2 separate regions of the Gossypium arboreum genome follow, and region 2 is linked to region 1. A link is a contact called in public Hi-C data. All regions are on one chromosome and are shown on one strand. The core of a region is the stretch at or near the end of the contact, and the rest is flanking DNA. Distances in the headings are between cores, read along the strand shown. Region 1 has its middle 30 kb from the start of LOC128281257. Region 2 holds the start of LOC108472998.

What was found. A called contact is a pair of places that touch in the nucleus more often than the background predicts.
Region 2: a contact with region 1 is called in a Hi-C map of leaf, with 1.9 times the contacts expected there. The contact joins the promoter of LOC108472998 here to the enhancer-like site in region 1. A contact is called at or near these places in 2 of 5 Hi-C or Micro-C datasets (both in leaf).

What each region holds. Positions count from the first base shown.
Region 1 is chr9:15,890,714-15,896,462 of ASM2569848v2, forward strand. No RefSeq gene overlaps it. Among protein-coding and RNA genes, the nearest start is that of LOC128281257, 30 kb to the right of the region's middle. Within about 2 kb of position 3,463, at least 1 of the 2 cell types and tissues checked has an H3K27ac peak or open chromatin away from gene starts, as enhancers often do. A contact at or near this core is called in leaf, where this site is marked.
Region 2 is chr9:16,000,101-16,006,066 of ASM2569848v2, forward strand. It overlaps LOC108472998, which reads left to right and starts at 3,008. Exons shown (of 2, transcript XM_017774568.2): 1 at 3,008-4,493. The coding sequence starts at 3,558. The coding sequence ends at 4,457.

The DNA of each region.
Region 1 (5,749 bases), core at 2,213-4,712:
GTCGAGAAGATAGATAAAATCGGAAGATGTTGTGTTTTTAACAAAGCGGAGTTAATCCCCTTTGCCAAATTAGTGGTCATATGACCATAGCGAAAGCCCTCGTCGAAACTTTGAGCCCATTGCCACGGCTCTATGGTACCCAACCATTTTTGAAAAGATGTGTTCGTCTGACCTTCCAGGTCACACTCAAGTCAAGTCATCCTTTGCCAAAAAATGTGTGACTTTAGCTCGTACGCTGTGTATGTATTAAAAAAATATAAGTTACAGTCTCACCCTAAAATATTAGGTTATATATTGAAAGGATAAGGTTATTCTTTACCCATTCTCACAACTTGTCTCCGCCAGTCTGCATTCTTATAATCTCTGTGAAAGTTAGCCATGATGTACTGGATACAGTAAACAGATCTCCATGGTACACTGAAATGCCTAATTGCGTCAATTAATCATTTCTCTCTATCGGAGATAATGCAAATATTATCATTTCTAATAACATACCTCCGCAGGTTTGTAAGGAAGAATTCTCACGACTCCATGTTCTCCTTATCTACGATAGAAAACGCAATTGAGAGCTCGTTCTTATTCCCATCTTAAACAACTGCAAGAAGTAGGATTTGTGTATATTTACCGTATAGTCATGTCCCATCTACTTGCACAAACGGCTTGCAGTGGGGAAATGCACACACGCATGGATCAAACGTTAGAACATCCGTTGAAAAATTCTTTTTTCCGGTTGTAGTTGGTCATCTGGGCCGTAATAAAGTCGTGTCTGGAACTCAATGATAGTTCCTGGCACGTACTCCTGCATAACGGCTATCCATCCCTGTAACTCATTGTACGATGTATCGAAATCTCCGTACAATTACTCCATTGCCATCTGTTTAGCTATCCATGCCTTCCAGTATGATACTCGATACTAGAATCGTGCCTGCATTTCGACAATCAGTACTAAAACTTTAATAGTCGGCATGTCTTTCACCATTGGCATGATGCACGTACAAATAGTTTTGGAATTAAGTTTTCGATGATCTTTTGTCATACGTGTTAAAGTGCATGTGCAAGACCCAATAAATTTTCGTATCTCCCACATCTGTGATTTCTGGATATATGTAGCTTGTATCCGCCAATTGTAGCCTTCCGCAAACACTCCCCAATATATAATGTCGGTTTAGACACGGTGACTTTGTAGTCCACTGATATATTCATGCTATATCGCTTAATGGAAAATACGCATTCTTCCTTACTTTTGAATCTCTGGCCTACAAACAACTTCTCAAGATCGGAATCTATAGCCAGCCAGTGAGCAGGTAGTATTTCAGGGTACTCCAAGAACTCAGCCGCGTGCACCACATCGGGGTCTATCCGAGATATGTATGTCTCAAGATTATTGTGTATCACAATACGACGAATCTGGTTCCCGATTGAAGACACATTAACATTTCCATCGTCATTCACACCTTCGTCGTCAATATCATCTAGTACCTCGTCCACATCGGGATCACTATCACTATAGACCTCGTGATTAGAAGGATCACTACTATGGTATACATTATCACCAACCACATTAATCTCGGGTGCAACATTAATATCAATGTCGATCCTATGTATAGTTGATTGACTATCAACGTACGATATCAGAGCCACCATACACGGCACTTGAGCTCCATCTTCTTCACCTAATGAAGTGGGATCTTTAGTTGGCTCCACACCAGCTAACTCAGCAAATAATTGAATCAGTGTATTTTGGTTGCTCTGAGTCCCACAATAAAGAGCGACCATTGTCTCCACATCTTCATCGTCTACAAGTTCCATTTCGGTGAATTTTATGGGATCCGTTGAAACTGGAAACTTGTAGAAAAGTTTTGAGATCCTTCTCCAACAACGTCTATAAATTTTTTCACTAATTCTTTTCTTCATATCATCAAACGAGATATTTTTATTAAATTTCATTACTACTTGTTTGCGACATTCAAATATATATCCCATGGTTGTTGTCAAAATTTCTTCATCGAAATAAACGCATACCAAAAATTGATTCTCCATTTTCAATACTAGATCTGTTAAAAAAAATTTAAAATTCTCAAAACAGTTTCGAATAGCAAAAAAGTTACATAAAATTTTTAATGCAAAATTTTTCATTCAGAAACTAACAAAATTAATAATCTAACAAAATAACTTTTAAATAATAAAATTACTAACAAAACTCTACATTCTATTTAAAAAGAAATGAACTAAAATACTTTATTCTTTTTTTTTTTTGTTTTCCTTTCTTTCTTTCTTCTACTTATCTTCTTAGTTCTGTTCTGCTAACTCTTGTGTATATCTTCTGCTCATTTGATTTTCGGGGGAGTATATATAAGGGAAAAATTAAGCACCAGTCGCGCCTACCAGATAGGCGCCACTTACCCTATATCGTTTTTTGTATCCCTACACAAGTCATATACTGATCCGGGAAAAAAATACAAGCAGTGGCGCCTATGAGAAAGGCGCCACCAATAAAATAATTATTTAAAAAAACAAAAAAATATATCTTAATATAAAAAAAAAGTGGTTACGCCTGTCAGATAGGCGCGACCCAAAAAAACATACTATTTTCGTATATAATCCAAAGATACAACCTATTTCAAGATTTAATTTTTTTAAAATTATTTAGGTAAATTAACCAGGATATATTACTAGATTTTGCAAGAAAGAACAATTTTATTAAATTTTTTTATTAAAACTAATATTGATAGATTAGTAATAAATTTGTGTTTTAATATTATTGAATATGCGTTTGATTTTATATTTAATTAATTAGAATTATAATATTAAAAATTAAAATACACTCAAATATAAATTGAATGAATTTAGATTAAACTAACGTATGATGAGATTTAAATCCATAATAATTTAAGAAAAACTCATGCGAATACTAAAATAAATTTTCTAAAATTAAAAACTAATTACAAATTTTGGCCTTTCAAATTATGATTTTTTAAAACAGTAAATGTTTTTGGGGAAAAATAATATTTATTTAATTTTTAGATTTTTAAATAAGATAATTTTTAGTAGATTGACAATGAAATTTTTAATTGCATAGGCAAATTAAATATATAAATAGACTTATAAATTGTGTACATTTCGCTGCAACAAATAATAATATATTTTGTAAATAAAAATATTTCATTAACCAAAATAAATTTTCCTAAAATGACATAAGAAAATAATTTCTATACCAACCATTTTGGGCAAAACAAACAAACCAAATTAACTATTTTTTAAAAAAAAATAGTGGAATAAACATTTGATGATGCCACGTTTGACCAGCAAAAAATGACAAGAAAGAGTGAACTGGACCTTTGCAAATTCTAAACCTTTCATTGGACGACACAGCTGCTAAATTACAGGACAGGACAGGACAGATCCTTTCGGACACAAATATAACCAATCAGCTTTTACCTCGTCACATCACAAATCTATCCCAAAGATTCGCCCCTTCTATCTCACGTTCCACGCGTCCTCTCCCATACGATCATCTGTTCCCAACAGTTCTCAGATGCCCCTTTCTCCCATCCCCGCGCGTGGCAACACACTCTTTTGGATAAGCAATCATTATCATTTGTTCAATATCTATTATTTCTAAATTGACCCCCAAATATTCATTATTTTACAATTTGGTGTCACAGTAACCTAACACCAATTCGGTGAAAACTGACCATTTCTTTTTATAAAAATGAATAAATAGTACCTTTTGGAAAATTCACCCTTTTTTTTTTCTTTTTATGTTTATTAAAATTATGCAAAGAAAGAACGAGAGTAGGGTAAATTGAATATATATTATCAATTGGATTATAATTTTAAATTACAACTTTAAATATTAAAATCCCATGTATTCAAGTTTAATGAAAATCGATTAATGTTGTTATTAGTTGGACTTTATTTTTAGAATTAGACAATTGGAATGCTAAAAATATTTTTAAATTCCAAAAAGAAAAAGTACATAGATATGAGCATATTTAAACGAAGAAAGACATCAAAAGATGACAGAAAGGGAAATAAAAGGAAAAAGAATAAAAGAATGAAAAGTATTTGTGCTAAGTTTCGTATTAATCTTTTATGCAGTAATATTTGTTTGTTGATATTTGTTGTAGACTATCTATATAAGTCTTAAAGACTGTTGGATATATAAGAAAATTTTAACAAAAGTTTGAAGTTCCAAAAATTAGCTTGTGTATAAAAAGTTAGACATGTTTAAAATATAGGTTTGATTTAGGTTTCAATATTTAAGGCCTAAACTTGACTTGACTCTGTCCATTTTATACTTGTGTAATATATTTTTATTTTATTTTATATATTATATATTATAATTTATATCCCATAAAATTACTTATATAATACTACAAAATTTTAAAAATATTTTTTCCAAAAACTAAAAATATGTTAAGTTTCTAAATTTGAAATTTTAATAAAATAAATATATCTAAATTATTAATTATTAAATTTAAAATAAAATGAGTAGACTTAAAATGGATTTGATTAGCCATTTATAAAAATAGATTAGCTTGGGCAAAATTTAGACTCCTGTTTCGAACTATGTCAAGCTTGGTCAAATATAAAGTGTACTAATTCATATATATAAGTTGTAACACCCCCTCACCTGTCCCCATATCCGGTACAAATGGGAGATGCCATCAGAGCACTGTCGAAACCCTTTTAAAACGAGTTTGGAAAGACCGGGTTCGACTTTTTGAAAAATGAAAAAAATAGGAGTCGTCACCAATCAGTTTAAGTGTGATTGAACCACCTTCAAACCACTTTTTGCTTGAAATCATTTGCTTTGGTCTATGAAATCAAGAAAACGGATTCGGGAATCGGTTACATACGAAGAAGGGTTAGCACCCTCGTAACGCCCAAAAAAAATTGATACCAAATTGAATAACTTTCCGTCTTTAATGCTAGAATTTTGAAAGTATTTAAAAATATGATCCTTTTTGAAATTAAAATAGTTCGAATTGAAAACCGAGATTTCTTCGCTCCAAAAGAATACGAATATCACATCCAGCATGATAAGACACAATATTCTAAAACTCTTGTAACTGAAGTCACCTCGTAATTTATAAAATCGTTTAGAAGGGTATTTTAGGCATTTAAACAAACGGAAAATTGCAACCCAGCATGTTAGGGCACTACTTCCCGAATTCCTAACTAGCAAAAACATTGCCTTATCCTTTTTAAAAAAATCTTTTTAAATCAAATGAAATATATAAAAAAAAATTCTTTAAAGTGATGATGCATTTAACATATTACAAAGGATTAATATTAAATAAATTAACCCACATGATATCTATTTTAACATTCCATGCAAATATAATAAAGATGAAAAATAAGGACATAAATTACACAATATGTTATCATTTTGCACATATATGATCATAGATAATATAAAATATACATGCATTGTCACTACATGCAAAATACAACAATAGGCATAATGAACACAGTAATATAAATTGCATAATATATATGCAATAATGCAAATGTAACTTAAATCAACATAAATAATTAATTTCCATGCAAATATGTAAAACAAATAAAATAACAAATAATCTATAAAAATTTAACACACTAAAATAATACTAAAAAATAAAAATAAATTATAAACTTATTAAAGGTAAATTAAATAAGATAATAATAAGGATATTTAAAAATATTAAGAATAATATAAGAATGATAAATGAGTATCTCTTTTTTAATATGATATATACATATA
Region 2 (5,966 bases), core at 1,758-4,257, 110 kb after region 1:
ATAACTTTTTCTTCTTATTGGAAAATGACACCTCTAATTGAGGACATTAAGAAGCTCGGTAATGCCCATATAACTAAAGAAAGCGTGGGATCGGCAACACATACATTCAGGGTAGTAATAAGATGGGCATCATTTGCTTCAAATATCAAGATTAGTTTGGTTTTTCCTTTGTATGATTAATGCTTGATTCACTATAAAAAGTTATCATGTTTCTTATAATTTGTATGTATTTTTTCTAGATATATCAAAATATAAAATGACATAAACACCCTCAAAATAAATCTTTATTACTTTGTAAAAGGAATAAGTTTTTGGTAATTTTATAACTGAGTTGAGTTGAGCATAAATACCCTCAAAATAATATTTATTACTTTATAAAAGAATAAATTTTAGTATTTTCACAATTGAATTGGGACAAATATAAACATCCTCAAAATAATATTTATTGTTTTATAAATAAAATAAACTTTCAATAATATTATAATTGAATTAAGATCCCAATGGTAGATGATAAACTCAATCAAAATTTTAATAATATATATGTTAATTTAATATATTATAGTTAACCACCCACTGTCCCTAATCCTACCCCATATTTTTCACTTTCGATTATTTTGTTATTTATTGTTTTTGTAAAAACTAAACAGCACTCCTTCGTATGCGTAGGAGATATAAAAAATATATATATAATCCACATAGTGGGTGAAACGTAATTCTACCACAAACTTAACTTCTCAATTCCACTCAACCACAAGAGTTAACAATAGATATTTCACCCTTAACTTTATTTTTATTTCTTTTAACTTAAAAAGAACAAAATTCACATGCTTTTCCTTTGTAATAAAATCTAAATAACCTAAAACTCATAACTAAAGTTACTGAATCTCAATTTAATTTGAAAAATAATAAAAATTAAAATTAAAAATAAAAATAATTTATTCTATAATAAATAAATACAATATTGTTTTGGACTATTTTACCTATAAAGACCAATTTTCAAACTTTATTTACGAAAATTGGCCAATTTTTTATTATTTATCGAAAAGGGCCGAAAATAATAAAACACGTCCACGTAAAAGCCTTTTTGGGTGAAATTTTAGTAAAACGCGCCTCTAGGGGAGTGATTTTGTCATATCAACACAAAATGCCCTGACATGGAAGTGTTTTATCCCATGTCAGCACGCATGTGCACTTTTTCTCATTCTCAAATTAAATTTTCAAAAAATGTCATTTTTAAAAAATATATAAAATAGACCTTTTTTTTTGAAAATTTATGAGAATAATCCTTCATAAAGACCCAAAATGGCAACACTATTTTTTTTTATTCTAAGGTGTCACCAATTCATATGAAAATAAAATTTACACAGCAGATCTTTATATAGATTTAAAGTCTTATTTCCTTTGTTTTCTTAAGTAATGTGAGATATGAGATATGAGTTATGAGACATGTCTATATATAGACTCATAAATAGGTTTGCAGCTTGTTCCTAAATAATATGGAATTCTTTCATATTTTAACTAACGACATAATATTAAAGGCTACACTATATTTTATAATTTTTTACAAAACAATTTCTATTTTTTTATATTTTGTTAACATTTTCTCATATTATAAAATTATCTTTTAAGATATTTAATTATTGCATTTTAGAATTGTTCGCATATACAAAAGGATTATTAAAAAATAAATAAATTACACATATAAAACTTGTACATGTAATAATCCTCTATTCAATTTGAAATGTTTGAAGTTAATATCCATGCAATTCTAATTTTAAAATAATTTTTATTATTTAAATTTAGAAGTTATACTTTTAATTTTTTATTATATTTTATTTTATATTATGAATGTTTGATTAACAAATAAATGGTGAGTATCTGGTACTCAAATAGTATTTTTTGTAATTTTAAAATTGATATATCTTTTTAAATATTTATTTATTTTAATATTTTACTATACTCATTAATTTTTAATCCTAATTTTAATTTAATTTTTATCACATAATGAATGCTGATAAATTTATTTCATATGTATTTTGACTAGATAAATAATCTATTTAAACATAGTATATAATTCTATTAAATAAGTTTTTTATGAAAATATATGATATACATAAAATATAATAATTATTTTTCATATTTTTATATCTAGATTAAATTACATTAGTAGTCACTTAATTATAATTTTTGACTATCGAATTATAAAATTTATAAAATGATCACTCAACTATTAGTAATTTTTAAATATTTATTTTTAATATTTTACCATACTCATTTTATATTTTATAATTTTTTACTTATAGAGTTTAAAAGTTTTATTTATAATATAACAAATATTAACTTTTGTAAAAAAATTAAATTCTATAAGTAAAAAATATAAAATATAGTGTACTCTTTAATATTATGTTATTAGTTAAAAGATGAAGGAACCCCACATTGTTTAGGAACAAGCTGTAAACCTATTCATGAGTTTATATATACACATGTTTCATATCACACATTGCTTAAAAAAATAAAGGAAATAAGACTTTGGGTTTATATAAAGATATGCTTTATAAGTTTTATTTCCATATTAATTGGTGACACCTTAAAATAAGAAAAGAATAATGTTTTCACTTTGGGTCTTTATAAAAGATTATTCTCTTAAATTTTTAAAATATTGATCTATTTTTATAATTTAAAAAAATAATATTTTTAAAAATTTAATCTAAGAACGGACAAAAGAACTCCAACATCAGCTTGTTTTTCACGTTTTATTCTGACATGACAAAATCACTCCCATAAAGGCGCGTTTTATTAAAATTTTACCTAAAAACGCTTTTACGTGAATATATTTTATTATTTTCGACCTTTTTGATAAATAATAAAAAAATTAACCTATTTTTATAAATAAAATTAGAAATGGGCGTTTATAGATAAAATAATGATTATTTTGTTCAGTAGGGTTGGGAAAATATCAAGGTTGGCAATCACACGCTCCAGTGCAGAAAAGTGGAACTGACGGTCAACTGAACTTTCTCTTTCATAACAAATAAAACTATTACACGTGTTGCATAATCAGGAACCTACCTCATACATTTTTTTTAGAAAAACCAAAAAAATCAAAAAGGCGGAAAAAAAATTAAAAGCCCACTCCACTTCAAACAGAATATTTATGCCGTCCCCCCGAGGTACGGCCACGTGTATCCGTCTTTTACGCAGTTCTCGACACGTCCTTATTTTTTGTTGGCTAACAGGATGGGCCAATCACAGGCTTCGAACACGCCAAAACAGGAAACTTTATTTTTTTGCTACGGCCCCATTGGGCTTCGGCCAATCAAATCTCGTCACTGTTTCAAGTTTCGCAGTAGGACACGTGTACTCCTCTGATCTTGGACACGATTGCTGCCGCTATGATTATCGCTTCACCTCCGGTAAAGCCTTTGCCCTTAGATGAAAAAAAAGAAAAGAAAAAAAAGAATACAAAGATAAAATAAAATCCGAAGATAAGATAAAACAAAGAGAGAGAAAGAGAGAGAAGGGTTTGTTAGGTTTTTTTAATTTTTTTGGAAGGAGGAATGGAGGGCGGGGATCAATGGAGGATGCTAAAATGCGCTGGGGGTGTACAAGATAAGACGATAATCAACCGGATAATGCTCAGATTCAGGCCGATTGCTCCAAAACCGGTGACCGGAGACTCAGCTTCCGGTGAGTCGACGTTTGGTAACAAGAACTCAGGTGTTACAAGCATGAGAGTGAAGAGAAAATACGTTAGGGTTTGTGCGAAGAATAATAGGAGAAGAAGAGCCTTGGATGAAGCTAAAGACGATAAGGATGGAAATAAGGGTTCCGTAACCCTGCAGTTGATGCCTGAGAGAGCTGATCTAGAGAAATCAGCGGTTGTTGATAGCTCAGGGGCTGGTGATCATGATCTCGATCGGACGGTTGGTGATGATTATCATCAATCTCATGAGGACCCGCCGCTGCTGTGCTTGAAGTTGCAGAAAATGGTTGCAACAGATCAAGAAGTGGCGGCTGCGGTGATGGGGTTGTCGGATCAGGCGACGGGGAGGAAAGTGAGTGTTGTGGAGTCATGGGTGACGGTGGAGAGCATAACAGACAGCTGCATGGATGAAGGAGACATGGGGAGCTGTACGGACGTGGATAGAATGAGGAATCTGGATAAGGACACGTATCCAGGGTTCATATCGGACGGTTGGCACCGTGTTTTGTGGGTGAACGAGGCGTTCAAGAGCATGGTGGGCGGAGAAGGGGCTGAAACCGCGGTGGGGTTGGTGGTGAAAGAAGGGTTTAAATTCCCACAGGGTGCATTCTCGTGCCGGGTAGGGTTACGGTACGGAGATGGAAAGGGAAAGAAAAAGCAATCGAAAATGGTTCCTTGCGATGTGTGGAAGATGAGCTTTGGCGGATTTGCATGGAGGCTCGATGTTAAGGCTGCTCTCAGTTTGGGACTCTAACAATGGGAACCCAAACCATTCCCATAGTTTTTGCAGGTAATTTAAACTCCTTTTTTTTTTTTTTTTCAAAACAAATTATACAACAACAATAAGGGTTAAATAAAGTATTTTTTTTCTTTAATATATATGGATTATAAAAGATCAGATTAGGAGGGAGGGAATGAGATTGATAATGTATTGGTAAGGGGAAAAAAATAAAGAGAAAAATCAAATATATACTAACAAATAATAACGTGGTAGGTTTTAGTCTTTCAATTCTAATGGGGATTCATTATTTTTTAGGAGTCGTGTTTACATTGACAATCTAAGACCATATAAAAGCTTTATTTAGATAAAAACATGAGTCACATAGGGATAGGGTTTGACCATATAAGGTTAACCATTTAGTTAACTTTATTATTACTTATAATTTCATATAACATTTAAAAAAAATTGAGACTTGTAACCAAAAATAAAATAAAAGATAAATTCGAATATAAATTATTGATAAAAAACCAAGTAAAAATATGAGTAAAATTGAAGACATTAACAAATAAAAAAATAACAGGAAGAATAATGCAATTAATAAAACATTGAAGCTAATTTTTAATGTAAAAGTGTTTTTAAGTACAATCAATCAATGCTTATAAATAGACCATTTCATGGACCAGAAAAGGAAGGCCCTTTCCATAGGAAATAAATCTTAGAGAGATATATTAAATACATTATTTGAAATTAATGTTGTATTAAATATAGTTATGATTTTTAATATGTCACACATTTACAAATCTAAAATAAAAATGAAACCTCAATCAATGCATATATTTTTATGTATTAAATAGCATAAAGTATATTTATGTTGTTTTAAATAAATAAATAAATAAAACAATAAAACGTAAGAAAATCCTTGTAAATTTAAAAACAAAAATTATTTATAGCTTAGCTAATATAATGATTGAATTAAAAAAAGAGTATCTCAAGTCACTCTTAAGTTTTTAACTTTAAGGTGAATCGATCCTAAAATACGATGCCTAAAATTAAAAGCAATCACAGAATTTGTTTTAGGAAGGCATTTTTAATAGTAACTGTGTTTCTTGTAGTAAAAAACAATGTTATTATTAAAATAATCTGAAAGTAATTATGAAATAAGCACGTGGCAACAGCAGACATCCCCAACCAACCCGTTTTCCCATCCCATAATGCGAACACCTTTCAAATAAAATCGGATGACGTCACAAATCTTTAACCCATAATATCCATTCACATCTTTATCGAATCCGCCACGCGTCCCTCTTCCTACTTTCTTGTTTCCTTTCATTATATCAACTCTTCCACGCGCCATTTTTTGGCAAGTGACCTCACTCCATTTAACTATTCACTTCCAACTTTACATAGATATTCCTCTTCGATTCTTTTATTTTTAGTGAAAATTATTTTATTAATTCTTATTAGGTTTGTTACATACATAAACTTTTCAAATATATATATTTAGTTGTTTCTTTTTAAATATATAAAATATTATTTTATATA